Linked DNA regions of Sus scrofa: regions 1, 2 and 3 are each linked to region 4. A link is a contact called in public promoter capture Hi-C and targeted proximity ligation data. All regions are on one chromosome and are shown on one strand. The core of a region is the stretch at or near the end of the contact, and the rest is flanking DNA. Distances in the headings are between cores, read along the strand shown.

Evidence for each region. Promoter capture Hi-C pulls out the DNA fragments that hold promoters and counts their contacts.
Region 1: a contact with region 4 is called in a targeted proximity ligation map of skeletal muscle, with 3 times the contacts expected there. A contact is called at or near these places in 1 of 5 promoter capture datasets (liver), 9 of 47 Hi-C or Micro-C datasets (embryonic fibroblasts, heart right ventricle, liver and 2 more) and 2 of 2 datasets of targeted methods (alveolar macrophages and skeletal muscle).
Region 2: a targeted proximity ligation map of skeletal muscle shows a contact between it and region 4. A contact is called at or near these places in 4 of 47 Hi-C or Micro-C datasets (embryonic fibroblasts, epiblast stem cells, liver and 1 more) and 2 of 2 datasets of targeted methods (alveolar macrophages and skeletal muscle).
Region 3: a contact with region 4 is called in a promoter capture Hi-C map of liver, with 2.7 times the contacts expected there. A contact is called at or near these places in 1 of 5 promoter capture datasets (liver), 9 of 47 Hi-C or Micro-C datasets (brain, embryonic fibroblasts, fetal skeletal muscle and 6 more) and 2 of 2 datasets of targeted methods (alveolar macrophages and skeletal muscle).

The regions. Positions count from the first base shown.
Region 1 is chr5:87,293,171-87,299,472 of Sscrofa11.1, forward strand. It overlaps ELK3 (ETS domain-containing protein Elk-3), which reads right to left. Exons shown (of 5, transcript XM_021092733.1): 4 at 1-37. Among named protein-coding and RNA genes, the nearest start is that of ELK3, 59 kb to the right of the region's middle.
Region 2 is chr5:87,085,519-87,092,110 of Sscrofa11.1, forward strand. CFAP54 (cilia- and flagella-associated protein 54) reads right to left here. Exons shown (of 68, transcript XM_021092730.1): 3 at 3,862-4,005. Among named protein-coding and RNA genes, the nearest start is that of CFAP54, 14 kb to the right of the region's middle.
Region 3 is chr5:87,263,346-87,269,510 of Sscrofa11.1, forward strand. It overlaps CDK17 (cyclin-dependent kinase 17), which reads left to right. Exons shown (of 18, transcript XM_021092731.1): 9 at 806-900; 10 at 1,277-1,339; 11 at 3,433-3,556. Among named protein-coding and RNA genes, the nearest start is that of CDK17, 86 kb to the left of the region's middle.
Region 4 is chr5:87,178,108-87,184,233 of Sscrofa11.1, forward strand. It overlaps CDK17 (cyclin-dependent kinase 17), which reads left to right and starts at 2,025. Exons shown (of 18, transcript XM_021092731.1): 1 at 2,025-2,116.

The DNA.
Region 1 (6,302 bases), core at 16-2,515, 110 kb after region 4:
GCAGTGGACTCGGGGTCAGAAGCAATCCATTTGGTGTCTGGGAAAGAAAGCACACACATGGTTTTTGATACAGGCGTCACCTGACTCCAGCTGTGGCCAGGGGCATTAGCCATGAACCAAGAAACAAGCCTCTCCATTTGGGGAAAATCTGACATATTATTTCTACAGGGCTGTATGCAGTTGAATTTCTTTTTTTATAAAGGAAGAAAGTATGGAAAATTAACTTCCTTAAGCACGGTAGAAAACTCAAGTCTGTAGCAACTTTTGTCCAGATACTTTCTTGAATTTGCTCCTCCTCACACATTAAACAAGATTTAGTGGAGTAGCAAATGGGATCCCACGAAAGGGCTTCCTTTTTTTTTTTTTGCCTGTGTTTTCTTAGTTTTCTACAGTGGACTGCCATTATTTGGGCTATACACAGAGACACACATTTTTTAAAGGGCCTCTCAAGCTTCATTTTCTCTATCAATAACAGCCCTTTAATACATTAGGAACTGCAGCTAAAATACCCTGTAGCAGTTTCATCAAAAGCTCTGAACTGGGTTTTCCAGATTCCACTCCAGATATGCGCCTGATGAGAATTCATCTCCCTGGCAATGGTTTGGAGAGGGGAAAAAAAATCCTTTGTCAGACTGGGTGTAAAGCCGAAACTCTGGGTCTCCCAGGAGAGAGCCAAGGATTGTATTTGCTGGCACACACACAGCAGGAGTCCTGGCCTGCACCCCAGCTAGCCAGCTAGTGTGTAGAAGAAACAACCCACCCCAGCTGCGAAGTCTGCTTTTATTCTCGGCAGAGGCAAACGCCCTCATCCAGGGTGATTTTGCACCTTTGGTGACTAGAGGGCGCCCCTCAGTGGTTTTGTGGTGGTAGTGAGGTGCTCCATGTAAGAAGCAGCACAGCAAGGACTCCAGCTTTTCAGATTGCATCATGCTAGATGCTGAAGTTAGCATCTTTTCCTAGAATTGGCCTTCGCAGCTTCATTAATTACCCAGGACATTCGGCTTAAACTAAGTGGAAAGGTCTCTATTCAGCAGAAAGGAGATAAACTCCCAAAGATTCTTAAACTGAAGCTGCTGAAAAGTAAACTAATTTATGCCAAATTACGTGAATCTTTGGTTCCACGGCACTTCCTGCATACTTAATGACCTATGAGGTTACAAGGATACATACGTATTTTGGATGAATTTCCCATTTGTTCTCATCCAAGGCAGTGTCACAAGCACGCCAGGCCATCTGGCTTACCGGTTAAGGCTTCAGTGGTTTTACGTGGGCTCTGCCAGGGTGCCAGTCTCAGAACCGCTACTTACTAGCGAGGTACAACTGATATGCCTCAGATTCCTCATCTGCAAAATGGGGGGAAATGCCCCCATTCTTTACATGACGGGTTTGTCAGGAAGGGTCAACGACGTGTGCAAAGCTCTGAACGTGCGTCTAGCACACGGCAACTGCCTCGCAAGTGTTCAAGACCGTCCTCGTTAGCAATGAATTGAAAGTGTACCTGACTGAGTGTATTGCACCTGCGTGTGGAAAAGCCCCTCATGTCCCAAAACAGACACGCCTGCCTAGTCAGCCAGTATTTTAAGGTTCCTCTCAGTCACGTCAGGTTCAAGGACACAGCTCAGGCGATCTGAGAGGATGAACTCTGAGGCCAGGTTCCAACCTCGGTATGTCTGCCGCGTTAACACGTACGAACCAGCGCATCACGACCTGGTTTATCTGCCCAGGAAGGTCTTGTGGCTCCAGTGCGCCCGTGAATCCTTTAAACTCCAAAACATCACTTTTTCTCATCCACAGCCACAAACAGGCAGCCTTTCTGCTTTAATCCTCTGAGCAACATATGAGGTGTGGAATATCGTTTCAGAGTCTAAAATACACACCCATGTCTGGATTTGAGATGCTTGCACATTTATTTCTAAGGGATACAGTGGCCTTCTGTTTCTCATGTTTAGTATGTTTGAAACGTCTTCTATAATATACGCAAATAAATGCTGTGAAATGATTTCCTTCATTCCTTTCCCCCATCCCTGTTCTGCCTGAAGATCCCGTGGCTGTCGAGAAAAAACTGGTTGGCTGCTCTTTTAAGGGAAGTTCCTATAAAGGTTGGCCTGGGTTATCTCTGGTTTCTTGTGAGCTTTCAGAGCCTCAGACGAGCCACTTGAGTCACGGAAGGAAGGCTAAGCCCAAGGCCAGAGGTTAAAGAGGCCACCAGCAAACCAAATGCTCCCTCTTCTTTCACTCAAGAATGTCTTCGCAAATGGGCTCCTCTGAGGGGCAGATAAGGACTTCCTGATCCTGCCACCTGCCAGGGAAGGAGACGCCCTAGGGCCCAAGGACAATTCATTTTCAAGGGAAAAGACCCCATCAGGACCTCAATTTTGTCCGCCCCACGTTCTTCTGTCACTCAATTACTGAGGCTTCTAGAGAGCCCAACATTTGCACTAAACCTGGTGAGCGAACATACAGACATGCCCTTGCTGGATGCCCTCTGACCATCAAAATTCCACCTCCTCAAAGGAGACTTTGCTGCTTTCCCCTCAGCCCAATGGTACAAACTCGCCACCTTTCCAAATCCAGTGTTTCTTAGGACTCATCTATTTCTATCAACAGTACCACCATTTATCTATCCACCCAACAGATACTGAGTACATAACACGTGTTAGGTGCCAGAGACACAATGATAAAACAAGACACTACCCCTGCCCTCACAGCCGGAGTACAACCCAGCGTCCCAGTCACTGAGATGCAAATGCCTTCTCCCCTTGCCCCCTTCCCACAATCTCTGGGTGTGGCCCGGGGATCCTTCCTTGAAATGACTCTATCCCCTCATTTCCAGTCTTGCAGGTGGCATGTGACAGCTGCCACCTACCACAGTCCAGCTGCCTCTGACCTCTCCCTTGCAACCTGTTCTGAGCACTGCCACTGAATCAATCACCTTAAGACATTATGCTTCTCAGTTTCAGGAAAGGAAAAAAAAAGTATGACCTCCTCAACCAAAATTCTAGGTTCCCCCATAGCCTAGTTTCACGTGAACCCTCCTACTTCGCTTGAAATGTCCTGAGCAGCACACAATTCCAACCTCCTCGTTCTTTAGCAGCTCTTCTAGAACTTCCCAGGTGAGCCAGGGCTAGACCACTCCACAAGTGGTCTCATGTGTTTCCATGCTTTTGAAGCACCCCTTATGTGTTGATGACTCCCTGACTTTATCCCCAGCCCCGAACTCTTGCCTCAGCTCCCACTGCAACAGAATGTCCTTCAGGCGCCTCACACTCCACACAGCCCAGACTGGACTTGCAGCCTTTCTCCACCTCCGTCAGTTTACCTCCTCCCGTGCCGCTCACACTCCCCGTCTGACTCTTCCCCTAAAGCCTCCGTACCCTTGGCCAAGTCCTGTTGATGGAGGTCCCTGTGACCGATTCACCCCCTTTGGCCCCATGCCGCTGTCACAGCCTTAGAGCCTGTCTTTCACCTGGCATTTGTACCATCTCATTCTAACTAGTTCCAGCCTCAGCCCTCCCCAGCCCACGTCATTTCCGCAACACACTTCTCCCTGTGTCACTGAGGCTCCATCTCCCACCCATCCTTTACCTTTGGAATTTATCTTCCCCTCTTATCAAACTACTGCACTGCCCTCATGCCCAAAGCAGTTTCCCATCTTTACCCCCTGGCTCAAGCGCTCCTCTGCCCACAGTGCCCTCTTCGCCCCATGTGCCAAATAATTGCTGCGGATCCTTTAACACCTTGCCCCGTGTGATCGCCCTTCCTTGAAGCCTCTTCCCATCCTTCCCATTCCCCCAAAAGTCAGTTCCTTCTTCCTTAGTATTCCTTTTATACTTAAGGATTCCTTTTCTGCTGTGTCCGGGATACTCTATCAGTCAACTTAAGTTAGGAGCTCCCTCCCTGATGAATGCGGATTAATTCATGTTTGCATCCCCAGCTCCAAGCAAAGCAGTTGGCTTGACAGGTGCTCAATCTGTGTTTGCTGAATTGAACGAAATGCCTTTTCCCCCTTTTGCTCCTAAAGTACTTCTCTGCACTGTGTATTTGACACTAGCCATGTGCGATCTTGTGTGTGTATGTGTGTGTGCGCATGTGCATGCGTGCCTTGTCACAGCTAGGTCTGAAGGTCATAAAAATAGGCACTTGTGCTTTTGGTGTCCTTCCTATGATTTGCAAATAATGCTCAATAATCACTTGTTGATAAATTCTAATAGCAAGTTTTGTTCCCCTTGACTCACACCCCCAGCAGCTATTAATTTCCCATCAAAACAAGTCTGAATTCCTCAATGAGTTCCCAGGGTCCTCTATAATTTCGCCCTAAATAATACATTGCCCTTATTTTTTTTTTTTACCGACTAGACAGCAAGCGTGTTAGCTCATGAGAGCAGGAACTGTGTCTTTCTTGCTCATCTCTATCCTCAGGTGCCCAGCCAATAGTTGGGCAGGTTGTTGTTAATCTTCCATAGATGCCAAGAGAATCCATGGCAAGGCCCTTTGTGGTTTAGAAAAAAAAAAAAAAAAGTCCTCAAAGGGTGACAGTGAACCTCTGGAAATGCCTAGAGGTGTTTGAATTCCAATAAAAACATGGTTTTAAGAACTTTAAAAAAGACGTGGAGTCACACAGAAGTGTGTATGGCACTGGATGTGCAGGGAATTCCACACTGGGCCAGGGTAGCTATGGTACATGGTGGGCAAAAAACAGCAGAAGGGCAGAGCTGGAGTGGAGCCAGCAGATCCGTGAAGGAGCTACGGAAAAGAGAGAGGGCAGCCCAGAGCTGGGAGAAGGAAGAACCAGCTGGAGGGTCAAGTCACACAAAAGTCTCCGGGGGCTCTCCTTCCCCTGTAGCGCCGGTGTGACGAGAGTCGCACGCTGAGCTGTGGAAGTGTTACAAAGCGGGATGAAGGGAAAAACCAGACTTTCCTTTTGTGGGTGTGCCAAAGGGGACAAGAAGACGAGAAACAACCCCAGAGCTGAGAAGGGATGCAGTCTACCCGGACGGCTCCTCAACACATGCACCCAGTTTTACTGGCATTTTAATTTCAATTCCCACCTTATGATTTGGGCTCAAGGTTGTTAACATCCATCCGTAAAACCTGCACGAAATTTAGCATCTCAGTCCTCAGCAAGCTGTCTCTACTCAGTGTTCATCCACAGCTGCTGCCAAGAAAACAGCCCCGGGGCATATGCATGCTCAGACTCTGATGATGAGGTCATGCCCTGGTGCCCACTCCTATCTGAGTTCAGCATCTTAGACATCACATGTGAGATGAGCAGAGGCCTTGGCATAAATGAAGGGACATGCACCAAGCCAATCTCTTATGCTGGTAAGAGAGGAGGAGGGAGAGACCCAACAGAAGAGGCAGATGGAAGAGAGACATGATGCCAAGGTGCAGAAGATACGGGGAATCACATGTTCAGCTGGCACCATTTAGGCTTCCGTGGTGCCTGTCTGGGAACCAGAGGGTTTCACATCCTGGTCCTGCCCCCACCCTCCACCCACATCACCAAACCCATCTCAATTTCTGTAGCTCAGGCCACCAAAGAAAGCATTCCTGTCTCTCTAGCAACAGTCCAATATGACCTCAGCAGCTGAGCTCCAACTACGTTGGTACCTAGCTTTTTCTTTTTTTTTTCTTGTCTTTTTGCTATTTCTTTGGGCCGCTCCCGTGGCATGTCGAGGTTCCCAGGCTAGGGTCGAATCGGAGCTGTAGCCACCGGCCTACACCAGAGCCGCAGCAACTCGGGATCCAAGCCACGTCTGCAACCTACACCACAGCTCACGGCAACGCCAGATCGTTAACCCACTGAGCAAGGGCAGGGACCGAACCTGCAACCTCGTGGTTCCTAGTCGGATTCGTTAACTACTGCGCCACGACAGGAACTCCGTTTTTTTTTAAGGGCCACAGCCTTGGCATATGGAAACTCCCAGGCTAGGGGTGGAATCAGAGCTGCAGCTGCCGGCCTACACCACAGCCACAGCCACTCTGGATCCTAGCGGTGTCTGCCACCTATACCACAGCTTAAGGCAACGCCAGATCCTTAACCCACTGAGCAAGGCCAGGAATCAAACCCGCATCCTTACAGAGACCATGTCAGGTTCTTAACCCACGGAGCCGCAATGGAAATTCCCAGCTGGCTTTTGCATTTGCACTTTTTCAGTTCCTCGCCTCCTTGCTGGGGGTGTCTCTGGGGGGGTCCCCACGTCTGTCCACATCCGTAATCTTGGCTTCTCAAAGACGCACAAGCATAAGCTCAATGGCATTTGGCACGGGTACGAGCAGATGCACCCCAGGTACGGATGGCA
Region 2 (6,592 bases), core at 3,488-5,987, 90 kb before region 4:
CCCAATGGCATCTTAACATACTAATTTAGATGCAAGTATTTCCCTCTATACAATTCCTTCAACAAATGTTTGTTGAGCACCTCTGTTTGCCACATTTTGCTAAGCAATAAGGCATGGAAGACGAGAAAGACAGGCTCTAGACAGAGGGGAATGCGTCCCAGGCACAGGCAGTGTTAGGAATGCTTAGGGTGGTTGCTGTGGCCACTAAATGCAAGTCTTTTTTAAAGTTGGATGAGAAGTTTCAAGATAAAGAAATCAGGCTGTGGGGGGCGTCCATGGTCAGAACATGGACAGCATCCACACCATTCCAAGGAATATGCACTATGGCCAAAGGACAAGGCCAAAGGACAAATCCAAAGGGTAACAGAGTGCAAAGCCTGGATGTACACCTTAGAAATTCACACTGACAAAAGTGTGGAGGTGAAACGCAAAGAGGGCAAAAATGCATGCAGAAGGCTAGGAGAGATCTGAGGCCCTGAGGTCACCCAGAGAAATAAGGGCCCTGAAATGGGGCTCTGGAGGCGAGAAGGAGGAGAAGAGGAGAGACAAGTCTTGTTGGAATCAACCGGGTTTAGTCACCAACGAGAAGTGGGAGGTTAGAGAGAAGGCTGCAATGGTTTCCTGCTTGTGTACTGGCTGGAGCCAATTATGGAAGAAAAAGATGAGTTCGGTTTGGGACATGTCAAAATGTAAGATGTAGATTTTGGTTTGAGAATCTTCAGTACTGCTAAAGCTATAGGAGCGGACAGTCTTCATAAAAATGGGCCTTACTTCACCAGGCAGGTTTCCTGCTTGGATACATGGATGCTAATTCTAGCAACCATGGAGCTGGTTTCACAGAAGATATTGTTGAAGGCATCTATATGTTGGAATAGTTCTTACCTTCAAAGTGCTCTCTCTTTTAGAAGTAGATAATGATACATAATGTTTTTTTAAATGTTATGCCCTATTCTAAGTCTTTATTTATCTCAGCAATCCTAAAACAACAACAACAACGAAACAATGAAGTAGGTCTCAGTATAACTTCTGTTTTACAGATGAGGAAACTGAGGGACAAAGAAACTACACATCTTCTCCGAGATCCTACAGTTAGGAATTGGCACAACATGTCTTTGAACCCAGGCAGGCTGGTCCTAGAGACCAAACTTTTAGAAATTCTGCCCCCCATACTGCATACAAAGGGGATCATTAAATATCATGATTACATAGGTATACAAAACTTTGCTGTTAATATCCCGACAGTAAATTCTCCAGAGTTACCTCTTCAACTATGACCAATACACATGTTTATTCCAAAATCTATTTCTCAAGATCTCTAGTTCTGCATTGTCAAGTTCCTCCTGCGCTGTATTTTTAATCCATTCATTCTCTTATGCATTCATTTTATACATATTTATTGAGAACTGTGGTGTGCCGGTGTTGTGCCAGAACCTAAACCTTAGCCTGTGAAACATCAAAGTCTTCCTGTCTTTTCACACCCAGTCCTGCTGGCATACTCATGCTTTGTTGCCTCTTGCCTCCAATCTTTTTCTGTCTCATCTACTTTGCCTACTGCTTCTGGATTAATAATTCTGCTTTTTTCTTTTTTTCTTTTTAGGCCTATGGACGTTCCCAGGCTAGGGGTTGAATCAGAGCTACAGCTGCCAATCTATGCCATAGCCACGGCAACGTAGGATCCAAGCCATGTCTGTGCCCTAAATCACAGCTCATGGCAATGCTGAGCCATGACGGGAACTCCTGGATTAAGAATTCTGGCTATACTACTTAATTTATTCATTCATTTAACACATCCACGCCAGGCACTACAGGAGGCACTAGAGATTAGATATTAGAGCAGAGTCCTGTTCTCCTGAAGCTCACATTCTGAAAGTGCAGACAGGTGGTAAAAATAAATAAATGAAAACTTATCAGGTGATCTTAAGTGACAATACATTAAAGCAGGGAGGACAAGAGGCCCAAAGGAAGTGAGGGGTGACCCACACAGAGATCTAGGATAGAAGAATTCCACACAGTGGAGCCCACCAGTGCAATGATGCTAAGCTAGGCAGGCTGCGTAGAAGGATAATGCAATGGTATGTATAAGAAAGAGCTATGGAAGCCTGACCAAGAAGGTATAGGAGGGGCCTTAAAAATTCAAACTCTTCATTCAGTACTCTTCCCAGTGGGGCACTGAGATATTACAATTTATAAGAAATACACATTTGGTCATTCGGATGGCCAAAATATATTTCTCATATATATTTGGTCTTCGTCCACAGTTCCTGGCTCACAGCTCCCAAAACGCTTGGAATTTTCTAAGTGTTGAGAGTGACAAAGACGTCTTTTGCTCTGTGAATGAGGTGACTTTCAGAAAGTGCCTAAGGGTAGAGGTTAGTTGCCAATGGAGCCAACCTTGATTAGAGGTTTAGAACTTTCAGTCCCATCCCCTGACCTCCAGGGAAGTGGAGAGGGGCTGGAAGTTGAATCTGTCACCAGTGCCCAATGAGTCCATTCATCAAGCTTATGTAATGAAGCCTCCATAAAATCCCAAAAGGATGGTGTCTGGGAAGCTTGCAGGATGATGAACTCATGAGGGTGCTGGGAGGATGGTGCATCTTTAGAAGCCATAGAAGCCTTTCCCCAGGTCTTGCTCTATGTATCTCTTTTCCTCTGGCTGTCCCTGAATTATATCCTTTCATAATAAACCTGCAATCTAGTAAGTACACTGTTTCCAGGAGTTCTGTGAACTACTGCAACAAGTTCTCCAACCCAAGAAGGGGGGTGTGGGACCCTCTGATATACAGCCAGTCTGTCAGAAGTAGAGGTAGCATGAGCTTGCAACTGGCATCTGAAGTGTGTAGGGGTCAGGTGGGGTGGGACAGGGACTGGTCTTGCAAGACTGAGCCCTTAACCGGTGGAATCCGGCACTGCCTCCGGGCACACAGTCAGGATTGAGTTGAACCGTAGGACACTCAGTTGGTGTCCCAAGAACTGCTTGTTGGTGTCAGGACTCCATTTAGGCATCAACTTACATTGCTCAGAATTCTTATTCATGCACCTATGTTACAGGCAAGTTGACCTGCTCAGTGTGCCTTCAACGCGCTTGCGATTTTCTGCTTATTAAACCACATACTGTTTTCAAGGCCTAGAATAATCATTAAGTTTGGAATAACACAGCTTTGGAGTCAGACTGATTAGGGTTCAAACATCAATTCTGCCCAGTGCCTTAAGTGGACTAGGTTTCTTACTCTCTAATAAACCTCAGTTTCTTCATCTGTAAAAGAGGCATAATAGTACCAATCTCTTAAGACTGCAAGGAGGCTGCAAGGTAAAAATTCCTGTAATGCATTTAGAAGACTACCTAGCGTATCATAACTGCTCAACAAATGACTCACTGGTAGCAATTAACATCATAATACTGGTATACGAGGAAAAAAAGCATACTTTTTTTTAATATCAAAAAAAAAATCTGTTTCCTCTCCAGAGCCACTGCTTGTTATGCTATGTGATTAGCTTTCTCTTTTCTCTCTTGTGAAATAGAGATAATAATAGTATCTAACTCACAGAATTATTGTGAGGATCCGATATGTTTTCTAAAGCACGTTGTGAACTAAAAGTATTAGACCAATATGTAATTATAATAATAATAACTGTCTACTGGATGAAGAAGGGATTCCAATGACACAATCCCCAAAGCATCTTTACAAATTTAAAAGCGCGCTTTCTCATCCAGCACAGAAAATATTTATTAAGCAACTTAGAACACACAGGTAAACGCCATGCTAAGCAAATGAAAGACATTGAGAAGCTGTCAACTAAAGGATATACTATTGCAGAGCTGATCATCAGTGGTAGCTAGTCTAGCTACTGCTTTCATCTTACTGTTTGTGCAGCGGTTTTGTCTCCAAGGCCTTTTGGAAAAAATACAGCTTTGAATTCGTTCACGTCTGCTTTATGCTCATCAAAGTTGACGGTGAACTGCTGAAGGTACCTCCCATAGCACTGTAAAAGGGCCAACTTATATTCCTGAAATAAGAAGAGGACTGGTAAGTTTCAAAATACCATTTGAAGCTTAACATTGTGAAAATTAGGGCGCAGTCATAATATTCCTAATATTAATAGTGTCCATGTTGCTTATTACTGTTATTTTATTACTACCAGCAGCAGCAGCATTGCCACACACTCTGTAACAGACTGCAATGCACGTGCACTATTTCATCTAATCCTCCTCCCAAGCCTATTGTGAGATGAGACCATCCTGACCTCAGAGAGGGGGAAGAGGCACCAGGGCACCGAGGGGGGGGGTCATACCTGGCTAAACTCAAAATCCAAAAGATTCGACTTCACTAGATCATGGTAACCCACCTACCCAGTGAGGGAGGAAAATGAGCTCTATAACCGGCCTTGCTTCTGATGCTGCCTAAGCTCCAAAAAAGAAAGAAAGTGTGGGGAAGGGTCGGGAGGGAGGGAGGAAGACAGAAAAGGAAAGAGAAAGAAAAAGGGGAAGGGAAGGAAGGAAAGAAAGAAGGAAGAAAAGAACAATGCAGGTGATGAGCTGGCTTCCTCCATCTGTCCAGTCTCTGACATCACAGCAGGACAAATCAAAAAAGTCTGAGCTCTCGTTAGTTATGATTCGTGTTAGTTCTAATTCATGCTTCTGTTCCCATTACAAAGTCAGACGCCGCTTTTCTGAAGCCCGCGGGGCACCGTCGACCTGGAGAGGTTCAGGGCGGTGGATTGTGAGCTGGGCTCTGCATATGACTCAGCTGCCACCCTTCCTGGCTTCCTCCCCTGCAACTGTGTTTCCAGGAAAAGCAACTGCCCTGGATGTGAACTGCCTATTGGGTTACCTCGCCCCTTAGGAGGCATCACAGGCAAACGCTGTTTTGTTTCTATTTCTGTGGACGTGTTACTTGCTCACTAATTAATTCTGAATCTTTTCCATTCTAACTTGATTCATATAATAAATTCAAATCTCCGTGCAAAACAAGAATAGTCCAACAAGATGTTCCTTACTGTGACTAAAATAAAAATAAAGAGATTCTAGAAACCAAAGTAACCACTCAAGTTTGTTTCCAGGATTATAAATACCTTTATCTGCCCACTTTCCCATCAGTGAAAAGTAGGTTTACTTTTTTCTTTGTTCTTTTACGTAAAAGTTTAAATATCCTATCTGAAATATTCTGAATCCTTAGTCACTATCTGTCACCACCTTCTCCATCAATTTCTAACATGCTTCTTCTTTCCACTTCCATCCACCTGGATTCTCCCAAACCCCAAACTGTGCTGTGTACCACCAACTTCTTATGTTAAGGAGAAGCATTAAAATATAGAGGGGAAAAAAAGTTCCCATCAGGACTCAGGAACCAACTAGGAACCATGAGGTTGCAGCCTCGATCCCTGGCCTTGCTCACTGGGTTAAGGATCCGGCGTTGCCCTGAGCTGTGATGTAGGTTGCAGACGCGGCTCGGATCCCGCGTTGCTGTGGCTGTGCTGTAGGCCGGCGGCTACAGCTCCAATTCGACCCCTAGCTTGGGAACCTCCATATGCCGTCGGAGCAGCCCAAGAAATGGCAAAAAAGACAAAAAAAAAAAAATATATATATATATATATTTATATTTATACACACACATATAGAGGAGGCACTCAATTCTCGTCAAAACTGTTACTTCACATGAATCTAGCTTACAAGTTGGACCTCATCTGAATTTTTTTCCTGGAATTTTCCAAACTCTGTATTTTCAAGTTTCTAAGAACCATGGTCCAATTACACGGAACTAAGGTAATTCTCCAATTTTTGCAGCAGAAAATAGATGGTACTGCTTCATTAACAAAGTTCCTCCACCTCTTAGCCTCTATGTGGTAAATTTCCCTCCCAGACCCAAAGTATTCAGGTCCATAAAACAGAAATGCAGGAGAAAAAGGAAGCTGGGAAACTAGATTGGGAAAAGACTTGAAACCATGCCCTACAGACTTAACGGAACCTGTTAACAAAGAGATCTGCATGAGTTTGATTTACAGAACAACAGATAAGAGAAGTCTTGTTAAAAAATAACCTTCGGCTTGTAAACTACCTTCACTACTTAAGCTCACTTGGGTTTTTGGTTTTTTGTTTTTCCTCTCTTTACTTGCATACCTTCCCAGCTTCACGCAGCCTCGCTGTTCTGCAGGAACTCGCAGTCGGCTCTGGCCCAGGGCGAAACAGCTGGGGCTGGTCGAGACCACCCCCCCTAAAACTGGGCCGCGCAGGTGTCCGGGCGGGGCCGCCTGACGTCAGAGGCTGGGAAGCTCCGCCTTCCCATCAGGCTAAGTGCCTCCACTCTCAACACAGAGGAAGGCCGAACCGAGATGCACCTGCGCGGGACGCCGACAACCTCACCTTTTCCCTGCCTTAAATCACTGGCGCCCAGGCCTGGACCCATTCTGCCTGTCTCATAAACATCTCAGCCCTCTCAGTTCCGGGAGGCGGATCCGAGATTGGTTCCTCCCTCGACTGCCGTCTGAAGAAACTCTTTCTCTGCAGCAAATCTGGGCCGCTTGCTTGCTTGGGTTTGGCTTTGCTTGTGCGTCAGGAAAACAGGCCTGGCGGGGTAACAGACTGAATACTGCCCAC
Region 3 (6,165 bases), core at 1,671-4,170, 86 kb after region 4:
ATATTATTGTACAGCTTATAATGAAATATTGTAATGAAGTCATTAAAGATCATTGTCAGAGAAATATTTGACGTTAGGGAAATACTAACTATAAATTAGTATATACAGGATGTAGATATATAATGACACCATTTTTTAAAAAGACATATTATCCAGAAAATAGTTGGAGGCAACTGATAAGCAATATGGAGGGAAAAAGTACCCTGACTTTGTATCTAAATTAAACCTGGAATTCTTTTTTTTTTTTTTTTTTTTTTTTGTCTTTTTGCTATTTCTTGGGCCGCTCCCGCCGCATATGGAGATTCCCAGGCTAGGGGTCTAATCGGATCTGTAGCCACCAGCCTACGCCAGAGCCACAGCAGCGCAGGATCCGAGCCGCATCTGCAACCTACACCACAGCTCACGGCAATGCCAGATCCTTAACCCACTGAGCAAGGGCAGGGATCGAACCCGCAACCTCATTGTTCCCAGTCGGATTCGTTAACCACTGCGCCACGACGGGAACTCCTAAATTAAACCTGGAATTCTTAATAAGTTAACATTTGAGGAAAAAACAGAAGATGATATAGAGAATATTAATGTAACATTGGGGATAATTTTAAGTATTAAAAATGTCAAACCCAGAACCATAAGAGCAAAGAAAAAAATTGATTCTATTAGAATTTCTACCACAAATTCCTTTGGTGGATTAATGTTTTCAATTTAAGAGATTCTTAAACTCAGTCATTTATGTTAGACTTAAGGTTTTTTTAAACACTGGCTATTACAGACTAAATAATTGACTTTTTTTTTTTCTGTTTTACAGTTTCACTATTAAAGGATCTAAAACATGCAAATATTGTTACCTTACATGACATTGTTCACACAGATAAATCTTTGACCCTGGTCTTTGAGTATCTGGTAAGCATTTAATAAAAGTTCAATATTTAATTTTACTGTAATAAAACATAGCAAATTGGATTTTTTAACAGCCCTAGGGACATTATTGTTATTAGTATCTGATTAAATTATGTGTGGTGAATTCAGTATCTTTTCTCAAAAAACAACTTACTTTTTGCAAAAGCATATATATATGTGTGTACATACATATATACATATACACACACACATATATAACTGAGTTACTTTGTTGTACACCAGAAACTAATACAACATTGTAAATCAAATGTACTTTAATTTTAAAAAAGCTTATTTTTAAGAACTAAATAGTATTAAGCAAATCAGCCATGCCCTCTCAGAACTATGTATCACATAATAAAGTGCTGTATTTTTTCAGGATAAAGATCTAAAACAGTACATGGATGACTGTGGAAACATCATGAGTATGCACAATGTAAAGGTATGCTTTAATGTGTCTTAAATTTTTGTTTAAAGCACACAAACACTAAGCATAGAAGAACTACATTACATAATGAAATATGCCAGTCCCATAACTGTTCTGCTTCAGTATTTTCTACCTTTTTATTTATTTATTTTTGTTTTTCTTTTGGCCACAGCCACAGCATGTGGAAGTTCCCAGGCCGGAGAGCAAAGCTGTGCTGTAGTTGCTGCCTGCACCTCAGCTGTGGCAATGCCAGCTCCTTAACTCGCTACGCCACAAGGGAACTTCCTCTGTTAGGCATTTTAAATAGGTTATTATCCTCTGAATCTATATACTCAGAACTTCTGTTTACTAGCTGTAGTATTTCTTAGAATAAAATGTTTTTGTAAAACGACTTCATTTAAAAAGTCTTAAAAAGTGCTTTTGACATTTCCTTTCATATTTATAGCACTGATTGTTTTAGGTATCTATAGAATTACATTTACAGGTATAATCAGCTTAAAAAGAAAACAAGCCTATTATATCAAAATCTAAATAGTGCCAAATGAAACCCAAAAGTAAAATCAAGTAAAAACCTTTGATGTAGTTGTGTTCTTACAGTAGGTTTCTTTGATCTGGTATACTCCAAATTTACCCAAGATTTCTTTATCCAAACTTAGTCAACAGTTTGTGAGAAACTGTTCTGGAAATAGGTTATCCCAGCTGTGTGTTTGAGGCATTTCCAACTCTCTAGATAGTAACTTTAAACTTACATGCTTTTAAAAATAGTTTGTTATAAAGGAGAGCCAGTTTCTTTTACTGGACGTTCCAAAACATGGGTGACACATTGCTAAGAATTTTAGAACAGGGCTTTAAGTCTCCTACCATATATATGCTGTGAGAATTGTTTTCATCATATTTTACATTTTATTTTGCAAGGTGTTTTGAATCTCACTTGTATTTATTTCTGTTTGTGGCTTTTATGTTGTTTTTTTTCTGCCTTCACGTTAGCAACAATTTGCAAAGAAAATTGTCCTTAATTATTATAATTTGGCAAAGATTTGAGAAATTTGTATGTTTTAAGCCAGGTCTAGATAGCTAGCTTAAGTGTTTTATTCTCTGTTTAAATAGCACTTACTTTTTATGTTTGGGGAAAAAAATATAACAGGAATATTTGGAAATAGTAATTTTAGAATTTTCAAAATACGTAAATATGCAGAGTGTAGAAACTCTGCTAACTGATTAGAAATTCTTCAGGCCCATTGTTCACCTGCTCTCTTGGCTATTCTCAGAGTTCTAATGCTATTTTTTACCTTTAAGTAAACCAAAGCAACACTCTTGAATCTGGACTGAGGCTCTTTGTTGTTACCACAAAGAATCAAAGACCTTCTTGTTTCACATTCCTTTTTCCACCAAAATCCATAACAGAAAGTCTACCATGAGCCTTATAGGACTTGCTTTTTTCAAAAAGTCATTCAGAGCTCTACCATGGTAATTTCCTTTTCTGAATCATAGCAGATTTTGAAGGCTGAGTAGGAGGTGCTGAAAGTCAAGTACCCAGGAGGTGGGTGATAGAAGCTGGTTTAGGTTATTTTAGGTTATTTTTATAGCACATAATTTGCCAGAGCTATGCAGCACCATTCTTTTTGACACCTCAGAATGTTCATAAAACCACCAGTTCCAACGCTTTATTTTAGACACTGTCCCAGATAGCAGGGTTTTTTTTTGTTTTTTTTTTTTTTGGCGAGGGAGAGGGAAGTGGGGAGTACAAGATGATTGTTTGTTTTGCCAGAATTTCATAATTAAACTGTAAACCTTAGGCCTATAAGATTTTGAGGATATGTTTATTTGAAATCATTTTCTGTAACAAATTAACTACTGCTACTACTAAGACAGTTTCATTTCACTTTGTTTTCAGTATTTATTTTTCTAAGACTAAAAAAAAATTATAGATGCTTCAAATAGAATAATAATAAATTGTAAAATTCAGAAAACAACATGTGAAAAAAGGATGGGTATCCTTTTTTTTTCTTCTTTTACTATTCTAGGCCAGTTGCTTTTCTGTTTGCCATAAATTATACCAAAGTATATCTTATTATCTGTAAGACTAATTTCTATTTTTGTTTCTATAGCTGTTTCTATACCAGATTCTACGTGGTTTGGCATATTGCCACAGAAGAAAGGTCTTGCATCGAGACTTAAAACCGCAGAACCTCCTCATTAATGAAAAAGGAGAATTAAAGCTAGCAGATTTTGGTATGGAATGTATGAGATATTTATAAATAGATCCAGGTGGTTAAGTTTAAAAGAACAACTGTTGACACTGTAAGATTGCTTTTATGTGGGCTTGAAGTTTTCTCACTAGCTCATGGAATAAGACGTTTGAAAACTTGGGCGGGTGAGTTACATAAGTGAATGCTAAAAGTCACCAGTTCTCAAGTGTGGCATAGACCCCTAAGAGTCCTGAGACCCTTTCAGGGGATCTCCAAAAGTATAATGTAATATCAAATTATACTAAATGTTTACTTGTCTTTTTCATTGCGTTAATATTTGCATTGATTTTCCAAAAGTAAGAAGGGGCAGAGCTACTGGTGCCTTTCGTATAAATCGAAGCATTTGCACCAAACTGTACTTATTAGTAGTCATTGTATTCTTCACTACAATACACTTATAGGAAGAAAACACTTCAGAAAGTATCTGATGAAGCAGTAAAATTTATTAAATTTTATTAAATCTCCATCTTTGAATATATCTTTTTAATATTTTGTATGATGAAATGGAAAATATACAGAAAACACATTTGCTGCACCCCGAATACTATAGTTTTTTCAAGGAAGAGTGCTTGTGTAGTTATATTAGCGCAAGCTGAACTAGCCCTTTTTTAAAAAGAAGTATCATTTTTACTTGGAAAAAAAAATGATCAGTATACAGACTGTGGTTACTGAGAATTAGGTATTTGGCAGACCTTTTCTTGAATGAAGTGAGCCTGTCATATCAAAGAAAACAACTGTGAAAGTACTTTCTTGATAATAGTAAAATCTGTGTTTTCAAGCAAAAATTAGATTTTGGAAATTTGGATCTGCTATTTTGAGTTTGATAGCTTCCCTGATACTTGAAGATTTCTCTGATGAGATCAGTGATGATATTAATTTTTGATATGCTAAAAAAATGTGTAAAGAATTGTAATATCTGAATAATTCAGAGAACCAATATTTTCCAAATGACCAGTACATGATATTAAAGAATCATGCAGAGGTAAAATATCCACTTAAAGTACAAGATAGACTAGTGTAATGTAACAAGAATATGAGAAGTTGATACAGTTTCATTTACCACATAATCTTTAAAAAGCTAAATATTTCCTAATTCTGATGTAGCAAAAGAGATGTGCACAATAATCAGAAAAGGCTGTTAAAACATCTTCTTTCCAACTTCAAATCTATGTGAAATCTTTATTCTCCATGTACATAAACTCCAATCAAAGCAGCACATAACAGACTGAATGCAAAAGCAAATATGAGAATCCAGCTGCCTTCTATTAAATTAGACTACAGAAATGGTAAAGCAAGGCCATTTGTACTAATTTTTGTTTTGAAAAAATATATTTCTTAAAAATATTCATGTTAATGTAAGTGATGATTTTAATGGATAGGTTTTAGATTTTTCTCTGTTTTTCTAATATGCAAATATCAATAAATATAGTCTATATAAATAAAAACTCTTTGGGTTCTTAATAATTTTTAAGCGTCTAAAAGGGGTCTTGAGACCAAAGAGTTTAAATGCCATTACCAAAAGAGATTCCTTTAATATTCCTGTCACTATGACTCATTTTTATTTATATGCCTAATTTAATTATAGCTATCTACCTGTATCTCTTTAGTGGATTTTATTTTAAGGGACTAGAAAGGTAAAATAAAATTACATGTTTTCTTGCCTCTTGGGAGTAAATTATTTTATATTAAGGAAATTTGTATAGTAGCTTTTTTTTTTAAATATTCACATTCTGAGAGTTTGAATACTCTAAGAGAAATTTGTTTTTAAAAACTGCAGTTTTCATGGCTAGTATTTATCACTTTTCAAAAGTGATTATAGTAGTTTTACTTTTGGAATATTTCATTAAATTTGATAAATATTAGTGTTTCAGCTATTTAACAGATTAAAAATTCAGTGTTATTAAGTGGTGAATTTGTTTTGGAAATTCCTATAATTTTATTCATTTAATACTTTTTTACTTGTTTGAAAGGTAGGTTGCTATTAGGAATTGAATAGGTCACATGAGTTTAAGAAATTATGTTATTTGCTTATGCTTACATAGGGTCTCTGTGACATAGTTTTTTTGGGTTTTTTTTTGGGTTTTTTTTTTTTGTCTCTTTTAGGGCTGCACCCGCAGCATATGGAGGTTCCCAGGCTAGGGGTCAAATTAGAGCTGTAGCTGCTGGCCTACACCACAGCCACAGCAACACCAGATCCAAGCCGAATCTGCCACTTATACCATAGCTCACAGCAATGCTGGATCCTTAACCCACTGAGTGAGGCCAGGGATCAAACCTGCATCCTCATGGATACCAGTCAGATTCATTTCCGCTGAGCCACAACAGGAACTCTCTAAGATGTAGTTTATATTATTATTTTCCTAGTAATAGTTGCACTCTCTCTCCCCCCACCCCCTTTCCTCTTTTCTTCTCCCTCTCTTTTTCTCTCTCCTTTTTTTGGGGGGTGGAGAGGGGCGGAGCAGGCTGCATTTACTGCTCCTTACTCCTTAATCTCAATGTGAATGGCAGCAATAGAGAAACCTAGCTTGGCTGTCAGAAATGCAAAACAAAAACAAAAACAAAAACAAAAAAAGGCAGAGGCCATCAAAAATT
Region 4 (6,126 bases), core at 775-3,274:
TCATGACTTTTAATATTACTAAGGGACCAAAAAAAAGACGTGATTTTTTTAAAAAAATAAGGCAGGTATGTGAAAAATACTTGGCATATAAGTACATCTTTTGTAAATATCAACTTTTCTGTCTTTCCAACTTTAGAAGATCTCTAAACGATGCTGTTTCTTGCCATGTTACAGAGTTCTTTGACTTGGATAAATCTAAAAAGCATCAACTAAAGTTTTTTTTTAAGTCCACTTATTCTAAAGGAAAGCTTGTTATATATTTGAATTCATTTATGATAAGCACGTGTTAAATATGTTCAGAGCATAAACGTTGATTTATGGACTCTAGTAATTTTAGAGGTATGGAGAAATCTGACTGAAATGTATGATTGTTGGATATTACAGTAGATACACTCAACTTGGTCCAGCAAAATAAAAGAAGTCGTCAGGCATTCTTTTTAGGGAGAAAGGATTCACCCAAGACTCCAGGAAGATAATTGTCAAAAGTCCTTAGGACATAATGTGATTGAAATTGCATTAAAAATGTATTAAGTCTATTTCTGGGTATTACAGTAGACAAATATTTATATCTCACTTCACCAGGCCTTTTATGTGGTTTTAATTTTTTTTCTTGTTTAGCTTGTCTACATCCGGTCTCCATTCTTTTTCAATCCTCTCATTATCTCCCTCTAGGGGTTTCTGTTTGTGTTTACTCTGCCTTTATCCTTCTTAGTGGGAAAAATGTGGGTCAGTATTACTTCAGTTTGTCTTCACTTTCACTCTGCTGTTCATTCCTGAACTAGCTGTTAGCCTCTGGGAAAGAAGAAAGTAAAGACACTTACAGAAACTGGGCCAACCTCTCCACCGCTCCCCTCCTCCAAGAAAACACAACCTAACCAACTCTGCAACAGTACTTCCTTTCTGTTCTCAGAGCACCTTCCATTGCCCTTCTCAAAGCTCGGATTTGTATAACTGTTTATGGAGTACCTTTCACCCCAGAGAGACGCTCCGTGCTTTGAGGACCTAGTATATTGCCGCGAATATAAGAAAAAGAAGTTGGTAATTTAAATGAATAAATGCCGCCTGTGTGAGGGACTGCTGCCCTGGTACCCACCCCCTCACCTAACCACAATAAAGGAGAAAAGTTGCAGCAATCAAGCTCAAGTGCAGGTCCTTTGACACCAGCTCTCTAGAGAACCAACAGAGAACCGTGGCCACGGTCTCTCAATTACATAATTACTTGGATAATGTCAGCAGCAGTTTTTGTTTTGTTGGGGGGTGGAAGATGAAGGGGGGGATTATTCAGATAATTTCTCCTCCAGTCGCGGTGGACAGGCAGTGCCTAACCTTCTCACCTACGTGGGGTCTCCCCACCCCTCCCACCCCCTCCAGCCGCCCCGAGGCCCGGGGCTCGGGGCTCCAGACCCAGGCCCCACCTCGGGGTGGGGGGTTTCCCGGGGATACCCCGCCCCGCCCTCGAGGCCCCGCCCCCTCCGCCGCCGTCGCCGCCGCCGCCGGCAGGGGTCGCGCTGCCCGCGGCAAGCGGCTCGGGCGGAGGTGGGGGAAGCTCCCGCGGCCGGTCGCCTTTCTCTGCCGCTGCTGGTTGGATCGTTTCAATAAAAGTCTTTTTTCTTGTTCGCTCGCTCTCCCCCCGGGGGACAGGCGGAGGCGTCAATCCGCAGCCGCCGAGTGAGAAAGCGACGCACACGCAGCGAGCGAGAGCGGCCGCCCGCCGTCTCCTCAGCTCCTCACGGTCCGGCCCCGGGGAAGAAGGAGCCCGCGTCCGGCCGGGCAGCCTCAGCCGGGCGTCGGCGCTTCCCAGGCCGCCTGGCTCCGGCTGCGCTCCTCCGCGGGGATTAGTGGGCGGCCCGCGCGGCCCGGCGGCTCGGGAGCCATGTTGTCCGGGGGGCTTGGCAACGCGTGAGGGACCCGCGGCCCCTCCTGGAGGCTCCGGACCCTCGGCTTGAGCTGGAAGGCGGCGGCTGCTGCGGAGGCCTGCGCCTCGGAGGCGCCTCGGGTCTGCCGGCCGCTGGGACCCGGACCTGCATCCGGTCGCCGCGGGTGTCGGCCGAGCTGCTTTCCGCCTGCACCCCGCCTCGCCTCGCCTGGTCTCAGGACGCGGCCCCCGCACTTGCTGGTGAGTTGGCGGCCGGCGGTGGCGCGGGGCTTTCCCCCCTGACCCGCCGACCTGGGGCTGAGAGGGGCCGGAGCGTGCCCGAGACCCGGGCCTGGGCCGGCGGCTGGTGGGGACGCGGGGGGCTCAGGCCCCGCGGGGAAGTTGAGAGAGGTGGGTGGGTCGCAGGGGGGTGGCTTGTGCCTGTCGCCCTCGCCCGGGCGTTTCCGGCAGTGGGGTGAGGTGTGGGTGTCTGACTCTCGGGCTCCTCTGCGGGAGGCGCCTCCGGCCGCCGCCGCCGCCTCCGCCTCCGGTGCTTGCTGGCGCTTCGGTCTCCGGGGGAGGCCGGTCTCCCCGCGAGGCCCTGGAAGGGAAGAGGCAGAAAGTCCCCCGCGGCATAAAGGTCCCCTCGGCGGGGGTGGAGCTGCGGGAACGGGAGGCTCAGCCCCGAGGGGCAGGAAGGGGCTCAGGTCCGCGGGAGGTGGGCGAGGCGGCGGCGGCGGCGGCGGCGGCCGCGTTTCCAGCTCCTTGGAGACGCCGGGGGTGTGCGCGGGTGGGGAGCGAGGGGAGGAGGAGCCCTCGCGTGGGGAGCGGGCCGAGACAAAGATCCGCGCAGCCTCCCGCTGGCGGGTCACACCCCTGAGCGCCGGTCAAGAGCAGAGGCGGAGGGGATGTCGGAAACCCCCAGAACCGACGGGGAGGGGCAGGTGGGGGGCTGCCAAGTATTGTCATCTCCGCCGCAGTTGCTTGTCTCAGGGTTTTTGTGCGGGATGATTTTGCTCCCCGACTCGGCTGGATAGCTCCACACTCTCTCCCGCGCATCACCCCCTCCCTGCCACATTGAGTCGCCAGTGGTTTTCCCCTCGTTCTCCCCCTACTTCTCACCCACTCCTTTTCGAGTAAGCAGTCTTTTGCCTTCAGCTTGGGGAACGTTTGCTAATGACAGGATGCCTGAGCTTGTTCTGACCCTGAACTGCCTTGAACTCCTCTCTCTTCCTCCCACCCTTTCCTTTCTGGGATCTTATAATGTCACATGGCCATTAACAATTAGCTTTTCTTCTGCGAAAATGGCAAAAGCGTTTAGCTCAAATGCATGGCGCTCCTCCTTTTTATTAATGTGTCCACCAAAGACACGTCGTTAGTCACGGATTATCACCTCTTATTAGCCAAATGATTTTTTTAGATACAGAAGTGGCAACTTTTGTTTTGAGTTTTGGCTCTTCCTAGGGTCAGCAGTGTGTGTATCCCTGGCAGCCGCTAGACCTGTCATTTATCAGGAAATGCTTGACTTAGATAATTCTTTCCTCAAACTTTGGTGATTATTTCTTGAGTTTTTGTTGAAGGATTTCTTTTAAAAGGCACTTGTGTAAGAAGGTCAAAGTAACAAATCTGAGTCACTGTATTTTAGACTTATTTTATCTTTGGACAGAAGAAAATGAATGGGATTTTAAGATTTTGATGCCTTGCAAGGAGAGCCTTCCTTGAAATTAGAAATAAAGTTCAACCCAATTTTAAGAAAAAAAATTTTGCTACCATTAATATTATTGGTTTGGTTTTGTTCTTTTATGAGATTAAGTAGTTGATTTATTTATTAAATGATGCTTTACTGATGAAGTCGTTTCCGTCTTTGTATTCCTAACTTCTGCATACTTCCAAAAACAATGGGCTGGAACAAAAGAAAAAACTGTGGCTATTTTTAAGGAATATTCTTTTTTATATGAAAGAGATTACTGGAATGTAAAACTGGTAACCTTTTATCTGGTAAACTATCTCCTAGGCCAGAAACCCTAATGGTTTGAATGCTAGGCTTCAAAGGAAATAGGTTAGTATTTGAATTTAAGCTGTTTTCAAATTACTCTGCAAATATAATTCATTGATTTTTTTAACAGTGTAAATAAAAACATTGAATGGAAAGAAATGTAAAACCTGTTTGATGTAGGGATGTTACCATTTATCAGTGGTATTTTGAGAATAGTCCTGTCTTGCTGCATGTTGCCATTTAAATGTTGACACTGTAAAAATTGTAAAAGGGATTTCAGTTTAGGGACTAGTCTCTGAATTGAGGGACTTCCTTCCCCCTCCCTCACCACTTAACAGCTATTTTTTTAACCTCTGCAAAATTAATAGGTTATGTCATTAATATTTTATATAACATTTATCAAAAGGCCATATTGAGGATACACCGATTTTTTTCTTATGTAAATTTTTTTTCTTAGGATTTTTTTTTCTTATGTCTAGTTAGATACTTGAAGTTTTATTCTCACCAGAAGGGAATCTACCAAAAAATTATCAGAGATTTCTGAGTGGTAGGATTTATGGATGAATAAAAATACATTTCTGTATTTCTCAAATTTTCACATTACTTTTACAATCAGTAAAAGAGTATATGAAGAATTAAAGTCTTGTTAATATCCTAATTTGCCTGTTACTGAAAGATGCTGTAAAATGTGTGATTTATTCTTATCCTTGGATTCAGGCCCCAAGAGTCACTTTTGGTGTTAGATATTTGAAATAGTGTAGTCTGCCAAATGTACTCTGATTACCTAAAGGAAAAAAGAGAGATACAGCAAACAAAGATGAAATTAAAATAGTTGATTTAATGTATAGTATCGATCCAATTAGTAGCTTTATACACCAGTAATCTTGCTCTAATAAGTGCAATTGGTTTTAGAAAAAAATGGAAAAATTTTATTTGCTTCGTAGCGCAGAATGGCCGTGTATATATTAAGTTTTCAGATACTAGTTTAGTCCTGTGATTATGGTGGAAAGAGATGGCATATAAAATAATTTGCTCTGTCAAAGCTTTTGTTTTTTCTCTTATTTTCAGCAATATTTTTCTATTTTTCCATTATTAATGAGATAGTACTAATTAAACTGCAAGTATTTTATTGCGAACAATGGAACTATAATGGCTGCTGAGGGAGATGTTCAGAAGTGAAGCTGATGATGTTCCTTAATAGTAAAAAATATTATCTATGAACTCAAAATTTTTGCTCTGTTGTTTTCTTTGTTAGTGTTTTTATAGTACTGAATATCTATAAGACGGTACACTTTGAATCTTTATTACTGTTCTTTAGTCCTAATAAAAATTACAGCATGTCATAGCATTCTTTTCTATAGCTTTTATACTTCTATGATGCGTAATTACATTGAATATACATTTCTACATATGCTGTATTGTAGAAAAAAGACATTGTATGTTAAATACAGCTTATGAAAATATTCTCTAGAGTATTTTGTCTATTTTAAAAGTTGCCTCCTTTCATACATGTGAAGGAAAGTCTTTTGAGTTCTTCGAATTTTGAATGTGTAATTTTGCTTAAACTTTTTTAAATGGAAAAGTTATTTAAAATGCATTTTGTAAACTGATTATAGCATTTTGCATTTGAAATGATGAACAGGTTTATGGCATTTTAAAATGTGTTTTTATCTCACAGTATTTGTGAGGTAAAAACCTGCCTTCAATAGAAAACCTAGTTAAACCTAGTAGCTTTCAACCTACAGTATTGCCAGGTTTAAAGAGGGGGAGAGCACCTATTACAGTGGCTTTTTTTTTTTTTTTATAATTTCTTTGAGAAATTTACAATAAGCCAGGAATTCTTATAGTCATTAGTGAATTCTTTGTCATTATTTTTGTTCGAGGTTTTTTAGTTGGTGGTTACTTTGATATCTTCAAATATTGACATGAAAAGAGGAGTTGCCAAGGACTAGAAAGATGTATTGAGCATATTTGAGCATAGCTTACTTTTTCTAGCCTGTTTTCTTCTCTCTGTTGGCTGACTTGGAAAATCAGTGGACCTCTAGCAGTAGATCTAATAGATGAGGTGCCTGCTGTAAGTAGTGTTGGTGTGGTCTACAGTAACATATGGCATTGAATACTGTATTTAAGGAGGTAGGTTTACAGATCCATGGCATGTTGGGAAAAGCAAAGACGTTCTTGCTCCCGAAAGTCTTCTTTCTAAAATTATTTTTTGACATAAGCTTTGGAAAGAAATTAATCTTACTTAATGACCTCTTTCACTAGATACTGTGCC